3 separate regions of the Mus musculus genome follow, and all the other regions are linked to region 2. The links are chromatin contacts, called in public Hi-C and HiChIP or PLAC-seq maps. All regions are on one chromosome and are shown on one strand. The core of a region is the stretch at or near the end of the contact, and the rest is flanking DNA. Distances in the headings are between cores, read along the strand shown. Region 1 overlaps Gm40908 (a long non-coding RNA gene). Region 2 overlaps Bphl (biphenyl hydrolase-like (serine hydrolase, breast epithelial mucin-associated antigen)). Region 3 has its middle 58 kb from the start of Slc22a23.

Evidence for each region. Hi-C and Micro-C count contacts between places; a contact is called where the count stands out from the background. HiChIP or PLAC-seq counts read pairs in DNA pulled down with a chosen protein or histone mark.
Region 1: a Hi-C map of liver shows a contact between it and region 2, with 4 times the contacts expected there. The contact joins two enhancer-like sites. A contact is called at or near these places in 4 of 39 promoter capture datasets (the 3T3-L1 cell line, hippocampal neurons, liver and 1 more), 2 of 484 Hi-C or Micro-C datasets (both in liver) and 1 of 115 datasets of contacts at active chromatin or transcription factors (pancreatic cancer cells).
Region 3: a FOXA1 HiChIP or PLAC-seq map of pancreatic cancer cells shows a contact between it and region 2. The contact joins two enhancer-like sites. A contact is called at or near these places in 1 of 39 promoter capture datasets (hippocampal neurons), 1 of 15 datasets of contacts at CTCF or cohesin (embryonic stem cells), 4 of 484 Hi-C or Micro-C datasets (cerebral cortex, cortical neurons, large pre-B cells and 1 more), 1 of 115 datasets of contacts at active chromatin or transcription factors (pancreatic cancer cells) and 1 of 9 other capture datasets (liver).

What each region holds. Positions count from the first base shown.
Region 1 is chr13:34,464,502-34,467,832 of GRCm38.p6, forward strand. It overlaps Gm40908 (a long non-coding RNA gene), which reads right to left. Exons shown (of 3, transcript XR_873224.1): 2 at 3,241-3,331. Among named protein-coding and RNA genes, the nearest start is that of Gm40908, 16 kb to the right of the region's middle. Within about 2 kb of position 1,515, at least 16 of the 459 cell types and tissues checked have an H3K27ac peak or open chromatin away from gene starts, as enhancers often do. A contact at or near this core is called in liver and pancreatic cancer cells, where this site is marked.
Region 2 is chr13:34,052,813-34,056,226 of GRCm38.p6, forward strand. The region is part of intron 4 of Bphl (biphenyl hydrolase-like (serine hydrolase, breast epithelial mucin-associated antigen)); the gene reads left to right. Among named protein-coding and RNA genes, the nearest start is that of Bphl, 17 kb to the left of the region's middle. Within about 2 kb of position 1,324, at least 28 of the 459 cell types and tissues checked have an H3K27ac peak or open chromatin away from gene starts, as enhancers often do. A contact at or near this core is called in liver and pancreatic cancer cells, where this site is marked.
Region 3 is chr13:34,401,434-34,404,615 of GRCm38.p6, forward strand. No RefSeq gene overlaps it. Among named protein-coding and RNA genes, the nearest start is that of Slc22a23, 58 kb to the left of the region's middle. Within about 2 kb of position 1,393, at least 31 of the 459 cell types and tissues checked have an H3K27ac peak or open chromatin away from gene starts, as enhancers often do. A contact at or near this core is called in pancreatic cancer cells, where this site is marked.

The DNA.
Region 1 (3,331 bases), core at 265-2,764, 410 kb after region 2:
ACCGCTGTCCCATTCTATTTTCTTGATGTTCATCTGTCAGATTCCACATGTAGCTGGGAACATTCTTGTCTTTATGTGCCTGACTTATTTCACAGAATCATTTCGTTTTTAACAAATGGACACCAGGGCTGGGTTTTGGAAGGCCCTTCTCTGAGGACAGTTTGTCCACTACATCAGTGGGCATGTTGCCTCTGAGAAAGCACTACTGACCAGGAACCCATGCCCAAGGCAGCAGTCCTATTCAATACATACAAATCCCCCAACTATGTTAGATGTCTTGCCCCAAGAGATGTCATTGTGTCACTTTTGAAGACCAAATGATGTTTAATACATGGCAACTGGAGCTCTAGGGCAGCTCCAAAAGTCAGAAGGGGGTCTCAAGCCCTTGATAGCATGGAAGGAGATCTTTGCTTTGAAAAATGAGAGCTGGCCCCATAGAGTAGTCTCAACTTTTCATTAGCACAGAGGGGAAGCTCTTCAATGTCCTTCTAGAAGGACCGCCTTCCCCACTTCCTTTTGCTTCTCTTTGCATCCTAAATAGAGCCTTTTGATAAGCTGTAAATAAGAAAATTGGATATTGAGGTTTCTCTATGCGAATATCTGAGCATTTTATTTTTTTAAAATGTAGATGTGTCTGAAATTAATGGCGTAAATATCATGAGCAACATTTATTTATGTATTTATGTATTTATGTATTTATTTATTTATTGGCAAGTGTAATTCTAGGCATGTGATGTATAAATAAAAAGAATGTTGAGCCTCCCTCCTCAGCCAAGAGTTAGGCAGACAAGAAACAGGAACAAGAAGTACTGGGACAAATGAAACAGGTAGCACAAGGTATGGGGTTTGGAAAGGCTGTGGTGTGCGTGTGTGTGTGTGTTTGTGTGTGTGTGTTTGTGTGTGTGTATTTGTGTGTGTGTGCATACATGTGTATGCTCATGCCTCTGTGTGTGTGTGTGTGTGTGTGTGTGTGTGTGTGTGTGTGTATGTGTATCTGTCTGTCTGGGACAGGCTGTTGCTGAATATCCCCGAGTCTCAGGTCTTTCTGGAGAAGAATTGCTGGTGAGTCTTTGTAAGTCAGAGATAAGGGTTAGGTGCCAGAACATAGAGCAGAAATGTTCCTGTGGTTTTGGCGAACACGAGAAGAGGGCGAAGGCTAAAGGTGGAATTACAGGCCAAAAATGTAAATTAAAACCAACTGACACCTGGTAGTCTGAATTTCTTTCCCTCTGTCTCTCTTGGAGCCTGGAGCTGTATAACGGCAGTGACTGTCTTCCTAGAACCTTATCCTGTGCTGGAGAGGGAAGACATGGTGGCCAATGTTTGTGTGTGTGTGTGTGTGTGTGTGTGTGTGTGTGTGTGTGTGTGTGTGTGTGTGTAGGGGAAGGATATCTTTGTACATTCAGTGTGGATTTCTTGTGGTTCTGGGGCTAGGACCCAGAGCCCTGTGACTGCTAGCCAAGAACCCTACCACTAGGTTAAACCTCAACCTGATCTGATGTTGACATACACAGTCACCAGCTCTCTGGCCCCACCCCTGCTGAGTGGGAAGTTAGCCATGAGGAGTGTTGTGAGGGGTGCATGTTCTCTGGCTGTCCAGAGAACACAGCTGCTTTCTCCTGAATTATCCACAGCTCACAGAGGCACACATGTCAACACCATTAACAGCAATGTGGAAGGTGACTTTACATGTGATATAGAGCCCACAGGGGCCATGGAAAGCAGGAGCTGTTCTGTCAAATTCCAATTACCATGATCATTAATGTCACCACAGGTGACAAACAGGGTCATGTAGCTCTACCCCTGCTGTGTCTAACTTGAAATATATGCTTAAAAAATTTCCCTCAGTGCCAGAAAATTCCATAGAGCTATTTGGTGGGTTACACACTGTTAGAAAAATGATCTTTAGTTCAATAGTGCAGGGAATTCTTTAGAGACATCTGGTAATGCTTGAAACAGGGACTGTGAGGGTTGCCCAAAAGAAGTTCAAACGGAGGTTGGACAGTGATGGAAATCCCTTCTTTACTGATCCCTGGTTTGGAGCTTAATTTTCATCCAGAGAGATACTCCTGAGATAGAGTTAGAATATCAGATTTTTTTTTCACGTCTTTTTTTTTTTCCTACCTCAGCTCCTAACATAGAGGCAATACCATCCTTTGATCCAGGCATAAGAATGTGTCTCTACCATCCTCCAGGGAATGCCACAATGAGCTTGTCTGAAATCCTGTGAGTGTTTCAGTCCTTGCTTCTTTCTTTGGGATAATTCCTGATCCACCACTCTGATCCCTGCAGGTAGGGTTGCCCAGTTGCCCTTGGCATGGCAAAGCAAGTACTTTATCCCTAAGATTGGTGTGTCCCTAGCCCAATCTGACCCTAAGGAATCTTAAAGAAAGATCACTCACTCGTGGACTTTCATGATGCTCCTTTAGCAGGGTCATAGGAAATCAAAAAAAAACAAGATGATATTGATAGACGAACATTGAGAGAATCAAGATGTGCGTGCGTGCGTGCGTGCGTGTGTGTGTGTGTGTGTGTGTGTGTGTGTGTGTGTGTGTGTGTGTGAGAGAGAGAGAGAGAGAGAGAGAGAGAGAGAGAGAGAGAGAGAGAGAGAGGTATCGAAGAAGATGCTTCCTCTTTTCCACTTTTGGTGTGAACAGTAAAATTCTACTAGTTCTGAATTTTTTATAATTTGGCCAGGAGACAATTTGTTATTTATCTTCCTATTCTTAATTGTCAAAATAACCTTTTAAACAAATTAAGTACACAAATACTACCAGGAGAGGTAAAATGACTAAAATACCTATCAGAAACAAGCAAACAAAACGAAACAAAAAACCAAGTGGAATCTTTGAAGTTCTTATCCACAAATGCTTTGTCTGAATTTCAACATGTCTCCATCAATTATTAAAGTACATGCATATGGATTCCTGTTCTTAATTGTATATATATGTAAAACTATTAAATGTGGGAGTGGCACGGGCAGTGGTGGTGCACATCTTTAATCCCAGCACTTGGGAGGCAGAGGCAGGTGGATTTCTGAGTTCGAGGACAGCCTGGTCTACAAAGTGAGTTCCAGGACAGCCAGGGCTATACAGAGAAACCCTGTCTCGAAAAACCAAAATAGATAGATAGATAAATAAATAAATAAATAAATAAATAAATAAATGTGGGAGTGGAGAGATGGCTCACTGATGTTTGCTACACAACCACAAGGACAGGGATTTGGATCTCAGTACTCACATAAGAAGTTGGACAACTGGCACACATCTTTATCCCCAGCTCAAGAGGGAGGGGACAGGAGGAATACTGGAGTTTGATGGCTTCCTAGCTG
Region 2 (3,414 bases), core at 74-2,573:
GCAACTACAAGAGAAAAGGCTCTATTTCACGTTACAACTCTCAGGTCACACTCTACCCTGAGAGAAATCAGAGCAAAAACTTGAGGTGGAAACCTGGGGGCAGAGATGGAAGCAGAAGCCTTGGGGAGATGCTGCTTACTGCCTTCCTCTTTCTTTGCTGAGTCTGTACACTTACAGTGCTCAGGACCACCGGCTCATGGGGTCCCACCCACAGCGAGCCAGGCTCTCCCATGTCAATCATCAAGCAATAAAATGCACCACACACTTGTCCACAGGCAGTCTGGTGAGAGCATTTTCTCAACTGAGGTTCCCTCATCCCAAACGACTCTCTAGATAGTGTGAAGTTGACATAAAACCAGCCAGCACAGCCAGCAATAGGATAGATGGACTTGCCAGCAAGAGTGAAGTCAAGCAGGCACAAAGAAATTTCCTTCTTCCTTGTCCTGTTATCTGGGCTGCCATCAGAAGGTGCCACCCACATGTGGAGTGGGTCTTCCTGTTTCAAATGATCTGATTAAGAAAATCCCTCATAGGAGTGTCCAGCAGCTTGCTTTTTAGTTGTTTCCAGGTGTGGTCAAGTTAACACCCAAAATTAGCCATCTCAAAACCTACAGATTTTACTGTGTTATATTTTCACTCAGCAAGAGATAGTTCAAAATATCTTTTCTAATAGCGCCTCAAACTTTGCGTTCATTTATAGGCATTTAGAAATGTAACGTTTAATTTCTAAATACCTAGGGTGTCCTAGATATCTTTCTGCTATTAGCATTTAATTCTTTTAGATTTGGGAAACATATCTGTCCGGTTTCAATTCTTTTACTTTGTTATGGCTTACGTTGCACCCTCGGATCTGGACTATCTAAAGTTCTAAAGTTGAATGCCGCCCCATCTCTACTCACCTTTCCTCTGCCATTCAGCTAACAGTCCACGCCCTCTGAATGCGTGTAGCCTTCTCCTGAGGGATCAGTCTCCCTCTGCCCTTTGCATCTCCTGGTGGCTTTGTTCTGTTCATGCCACACAATGACTCCTGAGTTATATCCTCCTCCCCCATACCCGTCACCCTCCTGCTAAGAACCTTGGCCTCTTGGGATATTCTGTCCTCCAGAGGGGGTGGAATCCTTTGTAGGACAGAAATCAAGCAATTCCATCTCCCACTTAAAAAACCCTTGGAACTTCAAAGAGGTCCACTCAGCTTCGCTACCCCCCCCCTCCCCGGTCTGGCTCCACTCCAGTTTCTAACTCTTCTGTCTTCCTGTGGGCTGCCCTTCCTCAGTACACCTTCCCCTCTCTCCGCCCACGTCCTTCTCAGTAATCACGCAATAGCAGCTCCCAGGGTGCTCTGAGGTGTCCCGCAGCCCTCACCCTGGTGGGCCTTGTAATGCTTCGCACATGCCCACACGATGACACTTTGTCCTGGGCACTCTCACCCTTTTACCCCTTTGTCATAGTCACCAAAGAGTGGGTTTCCGATGTGTCCCCTGCTTCCTGAAATGAAAGCTCTCTCTGTCCCACAATACTCTTCACTGTCCAGGATACCTCCAATTCCCTCCTTCAACACCCTGGCCACTTTCTCAACCCAGAAGGAGGCCTCTGGCCCACCAGCCCAGTGGAGACACTGCCTTCCATGTAAGCAAACCCTCTGGGCTCTTGGCTGCTCTGTGTCCTCCCCCAACCCTCCCTCTAACCTTTGAAAGCAGTCTCCTGCTGTGCATGGTACAGTGCACTCCCTCTCCACGAGCTCCCTCTGGGTTGGCTTTCCGGCCACTGTGCTGTCATGGTCCTGGCATCCCTCTCTGTTTGCTCTCTGACTTTGATATTTGGGACAGCGTCATTGAGGCCCTTGGAGCTGGCCTTGCTTTCTGTTCTGATCCTCTCCTCTTTTACTCTGTGTGTGTGTGTGTGTGTGTGTGTGTGTGTGTGTACATGTCTGTGTGGGGGCACTCACACACACACACATGCATGCATCAGCGTGGGGGTGCATGTACATGTGGCTGTACACGTGGAGGCTAGAGGTCCACTTCCAATGTTTGTTTTCTGCAATGGGATCTCCTACTGAACTTGGGGTTCACAGCTTAGCTGAGGCTGGTTAGCTTGTGAACTCCACAGATCTGGACTGACATGCTGACTGACAGCCTCATCTTCCCCACCTTTAAAGATGGCATCTCAGTGTGTTGCCCATGCTGGCCTCAAGCCCTTGGGCTTGAGCTATCCTCCTACCTCAGCCTCCGGGGTAGCTCAGATTGCAGGTGCACTCCACCATGCCATGCTGTCCCCACTCTGTGCCCTTCTGTTTTCTCCTGAGCCCCACACAATGGACTCTTCATGTGATTCTTATCTGATTGCCACATAGATACCTCACTATGTCTACAACCTGAACTCAGTCGTTTCTCTCTATGTGTTCCTCTTGCTAAATGTCTTGCCCTAGTAAATGATTTACCTGGGAGTGCAGTACATACTGGGTTCAGATTGGAACACAGCCTCCCATTACCTTGGCTTTACTCTCTGTAGCTTCACTCAGCTGTGTTCTGAAATTGTTAATGGAAAATTCCAGAGTAATCAATCCTTACGTCCTAAATTGTGTGCCACTGTGAAAAAAATGTTGGTGTATTCTGCCACACCTGATGCTGCTACATGCTACCCAGAACACAAACCATCCCTTTGTCCAGTGTGTCTATTACGCTCTGTATGCTACCTGCCTGTCTGCCTTAAGAAACCATGTTGGGCAACAGATCCACTGTCAGCTTGCTGCCATCCCTGCATGCCATGTGCGCTTGTTTTACTTAAAACACGTCACATAGTGAAGACGGATGCTGGCAGCCCCACTACAGTGTGTTCTAATTGTTCTGGTATACATTAGTTATTTCCAATCTCTTTTACTGGGCCTACTTAGCAATAAATGTCATCATGGGAGAACACAGCATTTGTAGAGTTCAGCGCTCTGTGGTTTCAAGAAACCAGGAGTCCTGGTGGTTTTTCTTATGAATAGGCAGCTGCCATACCTTGGATGCTGTCTGCAAGCCCTGTCTGTAAGACTCTTAAGGTGAAAGCTGTGTCTTTCATCTTAGTTACTAGGTTACTTATCTGACAGCATGACTGAAGCAACTTATAAAAGAAAGTGTTTAATTTGGGGCTTGTGGTTCATAATCACCATGGTGGGGAGCATGGCAGCAGGTAAGCAGATATGATGCTGGAGCAATAGCTGAGAGCTCACCTCTGATCCAGAAGCAAGAGGCAGAGAAAGCTCACTGGGAACGATATAGGCTGTTGGAGCCTCAAAACCCACCCCTCAGTACACACCGCCTCCAACAAGGCCACACCTCCTAATCCTTCCTAAACAGTTCCACTTGCTGGGGACCAAGCATTCAAACATATGAGCTTTTAGGGTCTATTCTCATTCAAACCACCACATTATCT
Region 3 (3,182 bases), core at 143-2,642, 350 kb after region 2:
TTAAAATTTCTATTTGCCTGGAGTTTCATAAAAATAAAACCAGAGATTGGGAAGATCGGTAAGTAGATAAGAGCGTTTACTGCTCTCGAAGAGGGACCTGGGTTAAGTTTTCAGCCCCTGCATGGTGTTTACAACCACCTGCAACTCCAGTGTCAGGGGATCCAATGGCCTCTCCTAGATTCCACAGGTTCTAGCATATATGTGGGCACACACCAAACAAACAAACAAACAAACAAACAGAGAGAAAGAAAATTAATTTGTGCTTGGGACTCAGAAAGAATTTCCAATGACTTTTTGAAATGGTCCTGAGCACACTTCTGTAACTTTGGACTACGTGTTTATACAAAGCACTATCTTCAGCATTAATGAGTATAAAATCAAAATATTGACCAACTTGAAACTTGTAGAATATGCTCTTCATCCTTCAATATCAAACATTCAGCCAAGATTTAATCTCATTAGAAAACGTAACTCTCATCTTTAATAAATGGCATAATCATTTGCATATCAAATATTTTTTTAGAAATAGATTTCTTAATGACTTAGTATCAGTGAGTGTTTGATTTGTAGATCCATTTTATATACCTATGTACCCAGGATGGTATCCATTTTTGTGGGTGCAAAGGGCTTGGGAAGAAAGAATTTAAGATGTCCAATTCTGCACTTGATCTTAGCCAAAAGGCCAAGAAGCGATAAGATGTCCAATTCTAATGAATGTATGTTTAGTTACTACAGGTTCTTTTGTTTTCTAGTCAGGGTGTATAAATGAAGCCTTAGCAGAAATGCTTGTGACAGTATTGGGGCTTGAGTACCAATGCAGGAGGGATGAGGAGAGCTCATGGTAGCTTCAGCCTCTCTTTTGAATACCTATTGAATAGAATTAAATTTAACGAGAATGCCAGCTTCCCAGGGTCATGTTTCCAATAGCATATGCTTCCTAGTAAGATAGAACATAGTATATCTGAGTCCTTCTGCAGAAACTGGAAAAGGCACGAGCAACTAACCTGTCTGAAGGCCTTTCCGACGTTTTTGATGGAGAAGATGGTACAGTGTCAGGGCGTTGCTGCGCTCTTTCCTGTTGGCAAGCCACAGCTTAGGTACAAATGTGAATAACCACATTTCTTCTGTGGAGTGAGAGGGGCTTAGGGATCTTCAACTCAGAACTCATCCCCTCCTTACCCTAGCCATTTACTAACCCCATTATTGAAGTCTGTCTTCTGTGTCATGAACAAATAACAGGATACATTATATCCAGCTAGGAAGCCTGACAAACATTTGAAGGATATGGCAGAGGTAATTCTGCGGCAGTGGGAAATTACCAACTGTATGACTCACCCCCCTGTGTAGAAACCAGTTTTCAAGACTAAGTAAGAGTGCATGCAGATATATGTAATCCAATTTGGCCAGTTAGGACAAGCTCTGAGACTCCTGCCAAATGGAAGGAGTAAGGTCTGACCTGCTCCCTCATGGCTTTCTCAGAGAGGCAGGAGCTAGGACTCCTCAGAAGGCAGACTCAGAGGACTGTCCTCCACATCACAGAGACCTAAGAAGGCATGGTGGGGGTAGGAGGATGAGAGCTACTCCTACTGAGCAGGGAGGGTGCATGCAGTGACTTCCAGATGAAGCTCAAAGCACAGCACAGGGCTTGCCAAAAGGTACAGTGTTTTTAAGTATTGGAATAATAAAAATACTTGCATCAGAGAGCTGTTGTAAAAAGTAAATGAGAGAATTCAAAGCATTTGGAAGGCAATAAGATGATATGTTAAGTGTCAGTACACTCAAAATGTTCAGAAGAGCAGCAAGTTCAGAAAAATATTGTGACCCATCATATCTACACATACATATATAATTATATACTGCTGTAATCATTATATGCTATAATTTAGTAATAACTAATGATATTAGACTATAGTATATTACCTATAATATTATATTTAATGTTCTAATTATCTATTAATGCATCACTCAATATTTTTATTACTAAATACTTCAAACTCCATATTTTAAATTAACACAAGTATATTAGCATATATATTACAGCAATATACTATATGCAATTTTAATGTATGTATATTCACATATTGTCTAATGTTTTATTTTTTATTAAATGCTATAAAATATTATGCATTAATATATAAGTATATTATTGTACATGCTATATGTCAATATTATAGAATTATAATCTATATGCATACTTCAGCAACGTTCTCTAATTTCTTATTTACTATAATGTTATATTAAATGCTATTTAACTTTACATATTAAGCTAACATAGATACTAATTGTTAAGTTGTATAAATTTTAAAGTTATATATGTATATGTAAATTGTTAAATTGTATATTATTATGTAATATAATAGGTACTATAAATAATGTACAGCAATGATATCACTAGTCAGATTCTCATGGTGGGAATAGTCTAGATCTTTGGAGAGAGAGGAGCACTTAGCTAATAGCTTGTAGATATACAGACTTGTTGAAGTGTCATGGGAAGAGTGGTGGGAAAGAATGTCAGAATCACACTGGGAAGGTCTTGGAAGGCTACAAGCCATATGCTACCACAATGGGATCTTCTTGTTGATTCACACTGTGTAGCTTTCCCCTCTAAGTTGGATATGATCATTACTGTCTTGAATTAGACTATCACAGGTTGGGTCCATAATATTCCCTGGGTTGTGAGGCTCATGAGAGCTCTTTTTCTCTCTGATGATATAAAGTGGTTGCCAGGAAGGGAGATGCGTCTTGGTTGATGTTTCTGCCTGTAAGTTATCCATGTAAGATTTAAGTAGTCCCAGAAAACTCACTGACCACCAGGCTGTTGTGCTGAGACACAATAGAACCAAAGATAAGTTTGAAAGAAGTAGCTACAGGTCACCCTTGAACTTGTCAGATCTGGGGATCCACCTTCAATGTCAGACCCAAGGAAGTTGCAGCTGAGGTTGAGCCATTATGGATGGAGTACCTTTCCTAGGTGATGTAGAATGTGCCCTCTTGCTGTGGAAGAAGCCATGTTTCCTCTGCTGTGTGTGGGTGTGCACAAGAAAGAGCATTTCAGATAATGATGGCTCATGTCACAGTGCAAGAGAAAAGGAACTCTCACTGGAAGAACTAGAATATAAAACCAATTGGACACGGGCCTGAGGAGCAGGAGCCAGGGGAGCTGTGGGAAGTGTCAAGACCAA